Linked DNA regions of Triticum aestivum: region 1 is linked to region 2. Evidence: chromatin contacts called from public Hi-C data. All regions are on one chromosome and are shown on one strand. Each heading gives the region's core, a stretch centred on a gene start, on an enhancer-like site or on the middle of the called end of the contact. The rest is flanking DNA. Distances are from core to core; before and after follow the strand shown.

What was found. A called contact is a pair of places that touch in the nucleus more often than the background predicts.
Region 1: a contact with region 2 is called in a Hi-C map of leaf, with 3 times the contacts expected there. The contact joins the promoter of LOC123182914 here to the promoter of LOC123175101 in region 2. A contact is called at or near these places in 3 of 5 Hi-C or Micro-C datasets (all in leaf).

Annotation. Positions count from the first base shown.
Region 1 is chr1D:457,575,718-457,581,274 of IWGSC CS RefSeq v2.1, reverse strand. LOC123182914 (AFG1-like ATPase) reads left to right here and starts at 4,286. Exons shown (of 16, transcript XM_044595587.1): 1 at 4,286-4,617; 2 at 4,755-4,861; 3 at 5,490-5,557. The coding sequence starts at 5,543.
Region 2 is chr1D:457,065,355-457,070,756 of IWGSC CS RefSeq v2.1, reverse strand. It overlaps LOC123175101 (peptidyl-tRNA hydrolase, mitochondrial), which reads left to right and starts at 3,994. Exons shown (of 8, transcript XM_044590142.1): 1 at 3,994-4,279; 2 at 4,670-4,754; 3 at 5,360-5,402. The coding sequence starts at 4,052.

The sequences.
Region 1 (5,557 bases), core at 3,037-5,536, 510 kb before region 2:
ATTTCAAAAAAAAAAACCGGGTGCAGGGCAGAAAAACGTGGCACACACGGTCACAGTGCAGAGTGGGGATCGTGATGGAAAACGAGATGATGTTATCATGTTGTTGTTACGGACGGGCCGGAGAGCGCAGCGCACACGCCTTCTTTCTCTGGGAAGCGTCGCGGCAACCAGGTGGAGCAGCACTGTCTCCTTCGCCACACCGACCGCGTCTCCAACAAATCGGGGGAGGCAAGGAAGGCAGAGAAGAGGAGCTCCGCGTCCTCGTCCTCGTCCTGGGTCGGTCCACAACCAAGCAAGTTTCTGCTCTGCTCTACGCATCCATCCATCCATCCCAGATCCTCGGATCTGTTCTGCGTACTACCTCACCCTCCTCCTTTTCTTTTTGAAAGGCAGCACTTTCCCGTCTTTCGATTCTTCTCTCTATCCTATCCTCCTGCCGCTTTGTGCTTTGTATATGCGGTACTAGAGCCTGGCGAGATGTGCCTGTTGCAGAATCGTCTCAGCATCTCAATAGTGGAGCGCCATTGGACCTGGCTGGGAAAAAAAGAGGAAGAGGATAGGTCTTACCCGATTACTCCACTATTGATCGGGACGGCAATAGTGAGTGCCGCACATACATACGAGTCGTTTTCCCCCTTCAGTTCAGATTTGTCTAAGTGTATAATCAATGCAGATACAAACTTAGCCCTTTGTTGCTGCAGGTGTAAGTAAGGCTGCTCATAGTGAGAAGTACCAAATATTAGTATCATGCATGTGATATTAGTCTATGATACTATCTTCATAATGCATAGTATCCAAACCTACCTTTTGCTGCAGATACAAACCTACCCTTTGCTGCTGCAGGTGTGTAAGGGCATATCCAAGCGACCAACACGGACCTGTGTCGATCCGCCAAGCAGAAAAGGATTGGACCTGGCTGGGATAGAACGAAAAATGGGCTACATAACCTAATCACTCCACTGTTGATGCGGACTGCCCGTTAAAATTTTAATTTTTCGATGCGGACGCGACGGCAATAGAGTGCCACACATACATACGAGTCGTTTTCCCGTTCAGTTCAGATTTGTGTGGGTATAATCAATGCGGAGGGGTGTTTTGGCACCCAGGAGCATACATATGCTCCTAGTTTTCAAAATGTGCTTTAAACGTATTTTGAAATGTCATAAAATTTTGAAAAAAATGTTTTGTGCGTACATCGACATTCTATGTACTTTTTTTTGTGGGAGACATTTTATGTATTCACAAAGTCGTTTCGCGAAAAATCGATAATTTTTGTCACATGTGAAGAAGACAAAATTCAGTATTAAAAAGGCTTTTCACGAGACATTTCTTTGTCTTTTTTCCATAAACCACAGAAAATGCCTGTTTTCCACGAAATTTGGCATGCGCACATAGAATATCGAGATGTACACATCAATTTTTTGTTCGGAATTTTTTGACATTTTAAAATGTTTTTGGATGATAGGACTATATGCTCCCATGTGCCAAAGTGAATTTCCGTAAAGATACAACCTACCCCTTTGCTGTTGTAGGTGTCCAAGGGCATCTCTACCCGACCGCATGATTCGGACGTTTGTGCTATTCAACACGAGTCTGTATCAATTCGCCAAGCGATCCGAACGCACATTCTCCCGCAAACCAGAGAAAAACTAGGGGGCTTTACAGGAGTCCGGACCGCTGCCACGCCCGCTCCTAACCGCCCTGACACACTCAAACCCCCTCCCTCGCCCGCGTGCGCTTCCCGCCCGAAAGTGTCAGCGCCAGTGCCACATTCATGCCCGGACAGAGCGGACAAGTCCTCTCACTGGCGCCGGCAATGAAGCGGCGCGCCGGCCGAGAGAGCGCCGCCCGCGCCATTTCCCGGTGCATGCGACTGCTCTGCGTTCAAATAACATCACGGTCGTCCGTTGCCAACGACATTAATGCCACGCGGTTGCCGAGGAACCTACTCCGGCGCCACCCGACCATCCGTTTGCAGCCCACCATTGTGATTCGCCCGTTATATAAACTACAGCCCCGACCGTAGCCGCATTCATCCTCCTCCGGTCCCTTTCTCCTTTCCGCACCACTCCTGCCATGGCCTCCTCGTGCTCCAAAACTCTGTGAGACGAACTGTCGCCGGAGCAGAAGGAGATGCCGACAGGCAACCGGAGGCCGACGACGTCACAATGGAGGACATGGCCGAGGACGAGCCATCGGCACCCTCCTCGTGGGCGCCACACTCGCCGGTGCATTGCACCATGACCATCAGTGAGGCGCAGGCCGATGCGGCCTACAACCTCCAGCTTCTCCAGGAGCACCAACAGGCGGAGGAGCAGCTTAACGCCGGTAGGGAGATCGCACCGGACGCGGACATGGCAAAGCAGGCGGCGTTGCTCGAGTCCTACTGCTCCAGATTCGCCTCGTCCGCTGGCGGTACTGCCAGCATAAGGCGGAACTGGAGGCGCCTACAAGGAGTTCAACGAGGCGACGGATGAAGAGGACATTGTTGGCTCCGCCGAGGCCGCGCCCCCCGCCACGACCACGAAGCCGACACGTCCGCGGACGCCGCTGACAATGAGGAAGAGTAGTGCATGGTAGGACACCGTCGCCCGTATCCCAGGAAGGCCACCACTCTTCCCCTCCGCCCGAAGCCAAGCTTGGCGGGCTAATAATCGGCGGCCGGTTAGTCGCTCACTCTGCGGGGGCGGAGATTGCGAAGGCAAAGCTGGAGAGCACCGACACGGAACTCGAAAAGGCAAAGACAAGTGCCGGAGCTTCAGTTCTCGGGGCTCATGGCCAGACATGGGGACGGACACCGACGGTCATTTAGATTAGTTTTAGAGCAGAAGTATGTCTGAAATTATACCTTCAGAGTCGTACGAACTCCGCTTTTAGTTGAAGTATATTTCCGAAATGTAACGACGAGATCCACCGTGTTTACATGATTTTTTTTCGGTTTATATGAAAATCCGGCCGTTTAGCGTCTTGGGCATCAATGCTCACAGACTGGTCTGAGAGCAACTCCAACGGGCCAATCAAAATGGACGGCGATTTCTTCCGCTTTTTGTCCGTTTGGGTCAGCCGCCTGCTCGGCGTCCGCTTTGTTTTAGATATGGGTCGGCAGCGCGCCTAACGTGTCGACCCATATGTGCCGGCGTGGCCGGCTGGCCGCCCTATTTCAACGAATAGCTCATTTTCGCATTAATTTTGCATTTAAACATATAGCCAAATAACATAGTTTGAACCGAATAAAATAGCATAGTTTTACAAGCCCAATAAAAATAAAAATGTCTCACATAGTTTTGCAAGTTGGATAAAGAAGACATATCTATTGGTTGCCAACATGAGCCCACATATGCTCAATCAAATCATTTTGCAGTTGCACGTGAGTTTTCCAATCACGCATGTCATGACGAAATTGGGCGAACTGTTCAAACGTTGCCGCTCCTGCATGCTCAGGCACAACATTGTCACCCTGAAACTGAAATCCTTGATCGTACAGACGTTCCGGGCGCTCGTCTTCTACGATCATGTTGTGCGTGATCACACAAGCAGTCATCATCTCCCACAGTTTCTGCGTGCTTTAGGTATTAGCAGGATACCGGACGATGCCCCATCGAGGTTGCAAAACACCAAAGGCACGCTCGACATCCTTCCTAGCACTCTCTTGCTCTTGGGCAAATCTTTTCCTCTTCTCTCCGACAGGGTTGGGGATTGTCTTCACAATAGGATCTGGCTGGGGCGGCGAGGCGGCTTCTTGGTCGCGGTCACAGCTGTGTCGGGGGGGGGGAGCGGGGGTTGGAAGCAATCGGCTCCCCGGCGGCAAGACGGCGGTGGCAGGCGACGTGGGAGTTGGCAGCGTTGCTGAGCGGATGTTGAGGCGCCGACAGCTGTCAGAGTCGCAGGAAAAAATGGGCCGCGGCGTCGGTGACGAAGGAGGCGGGCGAGGGTTGCTGTTGGATGAGGGGGAGGTCAATGTGCCACCGACCAGCGGGCCTGGGGGAGGAGAAGGCGAGCGCGTCTGTCTCGTGGCTCAAAAATAGGCCGGGATTGAGTCGCTCGCGGACGAAAAGCAGACGTGCGTCCGTTCGGGTCGGCGCGTTGGACCGACTTTTGTGTCCGCGCCGACCCAAACGGATGCCAGCGAATGAAATGGGTCGCCCCGTTGGAGTTGCTAGTATAGAGAGAAAAAAAATCCAAGATCGGGTTAATCTCGTCCGTGACGCAAGCGAAAGAAGAAGCCGAGTAGTGTGCCGCCGGCACACGTCCTGCCACGAGGAGGTGACGAGGACGAGTCCAACACGGTTGGGACGACTAATTCTATTCAATTCATTCATTCATTGTCCCAAGCAACAAAACACAACACGCGGCGGAGCACCAACTCAATTCCAGCTCACGTTTCTCATCCCGTTCCCGATCCCCTTTGCCTGTTTCTTTTCTCCTCGTCGCCGGAGACTTGGAGCCTCGCAGCCGCCCCACTTCCCATCCTCTTGCCCCCTCATCCCCAGGAGAGCCAGCCAGCCAGCCAGGAATAATCCTCTTCTCCGCGCGGCGACCCGACGCGGCGGCCAGGCGACGTCGCTGTCCACTCCGCCGGCGGGTTCCTGCCGCCTGATTCCGCCAGGCTTCGATTCGGTACTGCCTTCTCCTCCTCCTCTGCCGTCCGGCCTCGGTTCCTCCATTGGTTGCGCCTCCCTCTTTTAGCGCGTCTCTGTTGGTTATTGTCCTCACGCTTCTCTTCTCTTCTCCTACGATTGGATTGGATTGCCAAGGCCGTTCGCCGCCGCCGGAGGTCGGGGAGAGGCAGCTACCGACCAGCCGTCCACGCCGCGGGCGACGGGGTTCCCGCTCCCGTCAGGAACGCCGCCGAAAACATTGGGTAGGTGCCACAAATCCCTTTTCTTCTGCTGTTCCGCCCGCGGTGGCTCCCCTCCCCAAATGTTGGGGCTCCAGATTTTCTGGATTTCTAACTGCTCCCACCCTCATGGAGCTTCTTCTACCCTTCAGCTCCCTGCTCCAGGATTTTTTTATGATATATCTCGCTTTTAATTCCCTGATGACTCATGATTATTATCCCTCGCAAAAAAATTACCAATAATTCATCTTGCTGTAGTATTAATTTCCTACTGTGTAGTTGATTGATGCGAGTTTCCCTTGGACCCAAACGCAGCTGATTAGCAACGCCTAAAGCCTCTTTTTTATTCCTTGGAATCAATAGGCCATTGACACGACACTCTGAGAGCTCACGGCTTCTTTTTTATCCCTTGGATGGGCTTGGAAAGCGGCCTGCAGCAGTTGCATTATTCCACTTGATTACTGGCCACCCTTTCCGTCTCATTTTCGCGGTAGCCTTTCATGCTCCCAACCTATCAGTTTACTTTGAGATTTTCCCTGTATATTCCAGTCCCACATGGAGTTTGCATCTTCCACCACATGGCCCAGCACTGATTAGGAGAAGCTCCCTATTTGTTTTCTAATGGCTTCTTGTTCTGCTATGATTGTTACAGCTTCCATAACTTCGCCCGTTGATTGAGTTGGCCTAGAAAGTACATCGAGGAAGATGAGAGCAGCGGTA
Region 2 (5,402 bases), core at 2,745-5,244:
AAATGGCTCGTTGACGGGAAATCAAATCTTGACTTGACTTGGCGCACACCTCCCCGGCAACGGCGCCAGAAATACTTCTTGCTACCTCTTGAGCACTGCGTTGGTTTTCCCTTGAAGAGGAAAGGGTTAAGCAGCAAAGTAGAGTAAGTATTTCCCTAAGTTTTTTAGAACCAAGGTATCAATCCAATAGGAGGCCACGCTCAGTCCCACGCACCTACACAAACAAATAAGAACCTCGCAACCAACGTGATAAAGGGGTTGTCAATCCCTTCTAGGTCACTTACGAGAGTGAGATCCGATAGAGATGATAAGATAATATTTTTGGTATTTTTATGATAAAGATTAAAAGTAAAGATTGCAAAATAAACAATGATAGAAATAGCTTGTTGACGGAAGATTAATATGATGGAAAATAGACCCGGGGGCCATAGGTTTCACTAGTGGCTTCTCTCAAGATAGCATAAGTATTACGGTGGGTGAACAAATTACTATCGAGCAATTGATGGAATTGAGCATAGTTATGAGAATATCTAGGTATGATCATGTATATAGGCATCACATCCGTGACAAGTAGACCGACTCCTGCCTGCATCTACTACTATTACTCCACACATCGACCGCTATCCAGCATGCATCTAGAGTATTAAGTTCATAAGAACGGAGTAACGCTTTAAGCAAGATGACATGATGTAGAGGGATAAACTCATGCAATATGATATAAACCCCATCTTTTTAACCTCGATGGCAACAATACAATATGTGTCGTTTCCCCTACTGTCACTGGGATCAAGCACCGCAAGATTGAACCCAAAGTTAAGCACTTCTCCCATTGCAAGAAAGATCAATCTAGTAGGCCAAACCAAACTGATAATTCGAAGAGACTTGCAAAGATAACCAATCATACATAAAAGAATTTAGAGAAGATTCAAATATTGTTCATAGATAATCTTGATCATAAACCCACAATTCATCGGATCTCGACAAACACACCGCAAAAGAAGATTACATCGAATAGATCTCCAAGAGAATCGAGGAGAACTTTGTATTGAGATCCAAAGAGAGAGAAGAAGCCATCTAGCTAATAACTATGGACCCGAAGGTCTGAGGTAAACTACTCACACATCATCATAGAGGCTATGGTGTTGATGTAGAAGCCCTCCGTGATCAATGCCCCCTCCGGCAGGACGCCGGAAAAGGCCCCAAGATGGGATCTCACGGGTACAGAAGGTTGCGGCGGTGGAATTAGGTTTTCGTGGTGCCCCTCGATGGTTTTGGGGTACGTAGGTATATATAGGAGGAAGAAGTAGGTCGGTGGAGCCACGAGGGGCCCACGAGGGTGGAGGGCGCGCCCAGGGGGTAGGCGCGCACCCCCTGCCTCGTGGCCTCCTTGGTGATTTCTTGGCGTCCACTCCAAGTCCTCTGGATCACATTTGTTCCAAAAATCATGCTCCCAAAGGTTTCATTCCGTTTGGACTCCGTTTGATATTCCTTTTCTGCGAAACATTGAAATAGGCAAAAAAAACAGCAATTTGGGTTGGGCCTCTGGTTAATAGGTTAGTCCCAACAATAATATAAAAGTGTATAAATAAGCCCATTGAACATCCAAAACAGAATATATAATAGCATGGAACAACAGAAAATTATAGATACGTTGGAGACGTATCATACCACAGCCGGTGTGGGCAAGGAAATTAGGACCTGGAGGTGGTTTCGGTGATGGTGAGGGGATGTGTTAGAAGATGAGATCCTTGGGAGTGGCAGGGGCTTCCAGGAGAGGATGGCAATAAGGCCGGACTTGTCGCCGGGTTGGGGTCGCAGACCACCACCACCCATATCTCCCTCCACGCTTCTCCGTTTGCTGAAAGCAAAGCAACAGAGAGCAATTGGTTTTCATACGCAAAACCTGATATCTTAGAAAGCAACTTCTTTCAATGATGGAGAAGGTTGAAGAGGGAAGCAGAAACCCATTGGTATCTTTTACAGAACAAATAGGAAGGAAGATGAAGAGGATGGTGGAGAAGATGAATAGAGAGGTGGAAATCAATAGATGGGGATTAATTGAGACGTTAGGGCTGCAATAATCGTATGGATGGTGAAAATGTCCTGGACTAGGGGGTACTCGCCACATCGTCTCCCGACCAGGTGGATCGGGCCGAGGACCCCCATGGTGGTTCACTCATGGGCCACTTCGGGCAGCCCATGCCGTATACAAGGAGGTTTCCACAAGACTTGGCGCACAAGCCGAGGATTCTCCTAAAACCCTAGGCCTCCCCTGTGTTATATAAACCGAGGCCATGCTAGTTAATAGAGTATCTACTATTCATTAGAACAATCTCGTGGTAGATACATGTACTCTGCACCATCCCCCATATGAATACAATCAAAAGCAGGACGTAGGGTATTATCTCTTCGAGAGAGCCCGAACCTAGGTAAAATCATGTGTCCATGTTACCATCGCTCCAAGACGCCTAACTTAGGACCGCTACTACGAGATATATCGGATATAGAACCGACAGATGGGAAAAAGGCTCGCGTGGAGAGGGAAGAAAGAGGACAGCTAGCGATGCAATGGAAATTAACGAAGCGGCTCGGTAGGAAAAAAAATCTTTCGGTGGGAAAAAAGATGACATCAGCAAATGACATGGCATCATCATATCTTAGGAAAAATTGGTAGTGGAAGGTAGCTATTTATTAGCAATAGAGGATTAATGCTATGTGGTGTTTGGCTGCTATGTTGAATTGTAATCATAATGAACATGCACATCTCAGTATGCACATTAACACATTTACAATCTAAAAATGGTAATCAACCCAAAAATAATTGTGCATTTTTTAAATGATCAAGATCAAGAAGATCTATCTAGACACATCATCTTCACACATTCACACATTCAAATATGTAAAATGTAATCATCTAAAATGCAGATAGTAGTGGCGACAAGATCTTTGGCGGACAATTAAAGGTTGAAATTTGGGCTCGCCGAAAACCAAGATCTTTGAAGGTTCATAGCTTGTATTAATCATGGTACGGAAGATAAAAGACTAAGTTGCCATTACAAATGTAGGACCATAAAAATAAAATTTTGTATCGAACGAAGAGGCTTGAACTTGCATGTAGATATTGGTTTGAACTTGTGGCTTCTTTGTTGCCCTGCAAACATCATGGGAAGCATGTAAGCAAACTTACTATAGTAGTTATCCAATTTTAAGCTTCTAACCTTACATTACAAAGCAAAGTATAAGACCTTCTGGGTGCTCTGTTCTTGACTATTACTTTGGAAATCATCGGTTACTGCTAGAAATAAGGAGAAATACATGTGTATATCCAAACCATGTTGGTGTGTTGTTTGAGCGGTGTCAAAATTGTGCAAAGAGTAGTAACAGTACTCTGTCAAGCTTGAACCCAATGCTTCCCAGCAATGTCTTCGCGTATTTGAAAGAAAAGAGAAGAGCAACATAACACTTGACATAGCAAGAACATGTTAGTGACATGAATAAATACAGTTGTAAGACGTGCAGTTTGCTAAACCACTTGGGCTAAGTGTATAGATTTGAAGATCAACGTAACATTGAGGGGTTGTTTGGTTTCTAGCCACACTTTGCTACTTGTTAAGTTAGACAAGTTTTGTCAAGTTAGGTGTTTGTCTGGTTTTAGCCACACCTAAAGCAAAAAATAATTTGTGAAAAACAAACCCCGCATGTCATACACACAAAAAGTGTAGCAAGACTCCCCCGGGCAAGCCAAAGTGTGTCTAGCTATTTGAGCACCGAAGTTAAAGCAAGTGTGACAAACATAGTGTGATAAACTGTGGCAAAATCAGTCACAAACCAAACAAGCCCTGAGTTTTTTTCTTTTCTTTCAGTCAAACGGGCTGTAAGAGTTATATGACCTTCAGCCCAAAGGCCCAAATAGGTGGTGGAGCGGTCCACAAGTCCAGCCCAATACCCAATAGGCGGAGCGGTCAGCTTGTCAAAGGGGAATCCCGTGTACGATTGGGACCCGGGTCAACCAGGACCCGTCCGTTTTATAGGGGAAACCACAACGGCGGCGATGCGGCTACTCTCCGGCGTCCCCGCCTCCCGCCTCACCTCCCCGCGCATCTCCTTCGCCCGCTCGAGCCGTAGAAGCATGGGGGCGAACGGCCCCCCAAGCGGCACCGCCGCCTCGTCATCCTCTTCCTCGGCCACTGCCGGCGCCGGCGGCGGCGCGGCCCAGAAGCCGTGGCTGTTCGTCGGGCTCGGTAACCCCGGCAGGATGTACAAGGGGACTCGCCACAACGTAAGATTCCGGCGATCCAGCTATCTGGATCCCGCTTTGCTTATCTTGAAAGGAACTGTGCGTTTTCAGCTGGTAGCCCCTGTCGACTGTCGAAGTTAATCATGATGCAATTCATAAATCCTACTAGTAGTTGCTGCTAGAAATTACTACAGTTTTCTAAAGCCATTTTAACTATGTCTACAAACGTTGATGTTGCGTGGTTGGAAAGGCTAATTAGGCTTGATGCTAAGCTCTTCACCGGGGTAAAGGTGTTATCTTTTTGGTTGCTTGATACTACAAACTCTTGGCTTTCAGTTAACGGCGTGATTAATGTGATTAGTTGAACTATAGTCTGGATTACAGTATATCACTATTATATGCTGTTGGTAATCATTCTGTTGTTGCATACAGGTTGGGTTTGAGATGATTGATGCTATTGCAGAAGCTGAGGGGATATCTGTCAGCACTAAGCAATTCAAATCGATGGTTGGGAAAGGTAATTTCCACATAAAGCTTATTGATCTACAAAAAGTGCAGCTGTGCGTAGTTATACATCTGAGATATAATTTATAGCTGACCACTGCAACAAGCTAAATGTTGGCCTGCTCACATTATGTCTAGCTCCGTTTTTGAATTATGTTTTCCGGCTGCTTATTTTTACTTCGCTAGTTGTTCACATAAAAAGCAACCAAATAAGGCTTGTTGGTTAAGACTTGGTATTCATCATTCTGTCCCCCTGACGCACTTTCCTGTAAAAAAGCAAAATCAAATGTTCTTGCTGTTTCTATTGAGTATTATCCGACTCCAGGACGTTGTAGTAGTCTAATAGATGGGTGTGAACTGTTAACCCATCATTTGTAGTTGCACTCTGTTTTTGAGAAAAACGATTCCTTCATGACCTTTATGCACTATGCTTATATCTTTGGTTAATGTACTGTAAGAAGTATCTACATGGCAATCTTTGTGTAATCAAGAATTATGTCCTTAGAACGCAAGTTCTTAGTTTTTTTCCGCATGCTTGAATGTTTGTTCTCAGTGGACATGGATAAGTATTTATATTCCTGAAACGGCATTGTTGATCTTATTGCCTTGTATTTATAGGCCTTATTGGTGATGTCCCTGTAATGCTTGCCAAGCCGCAGAC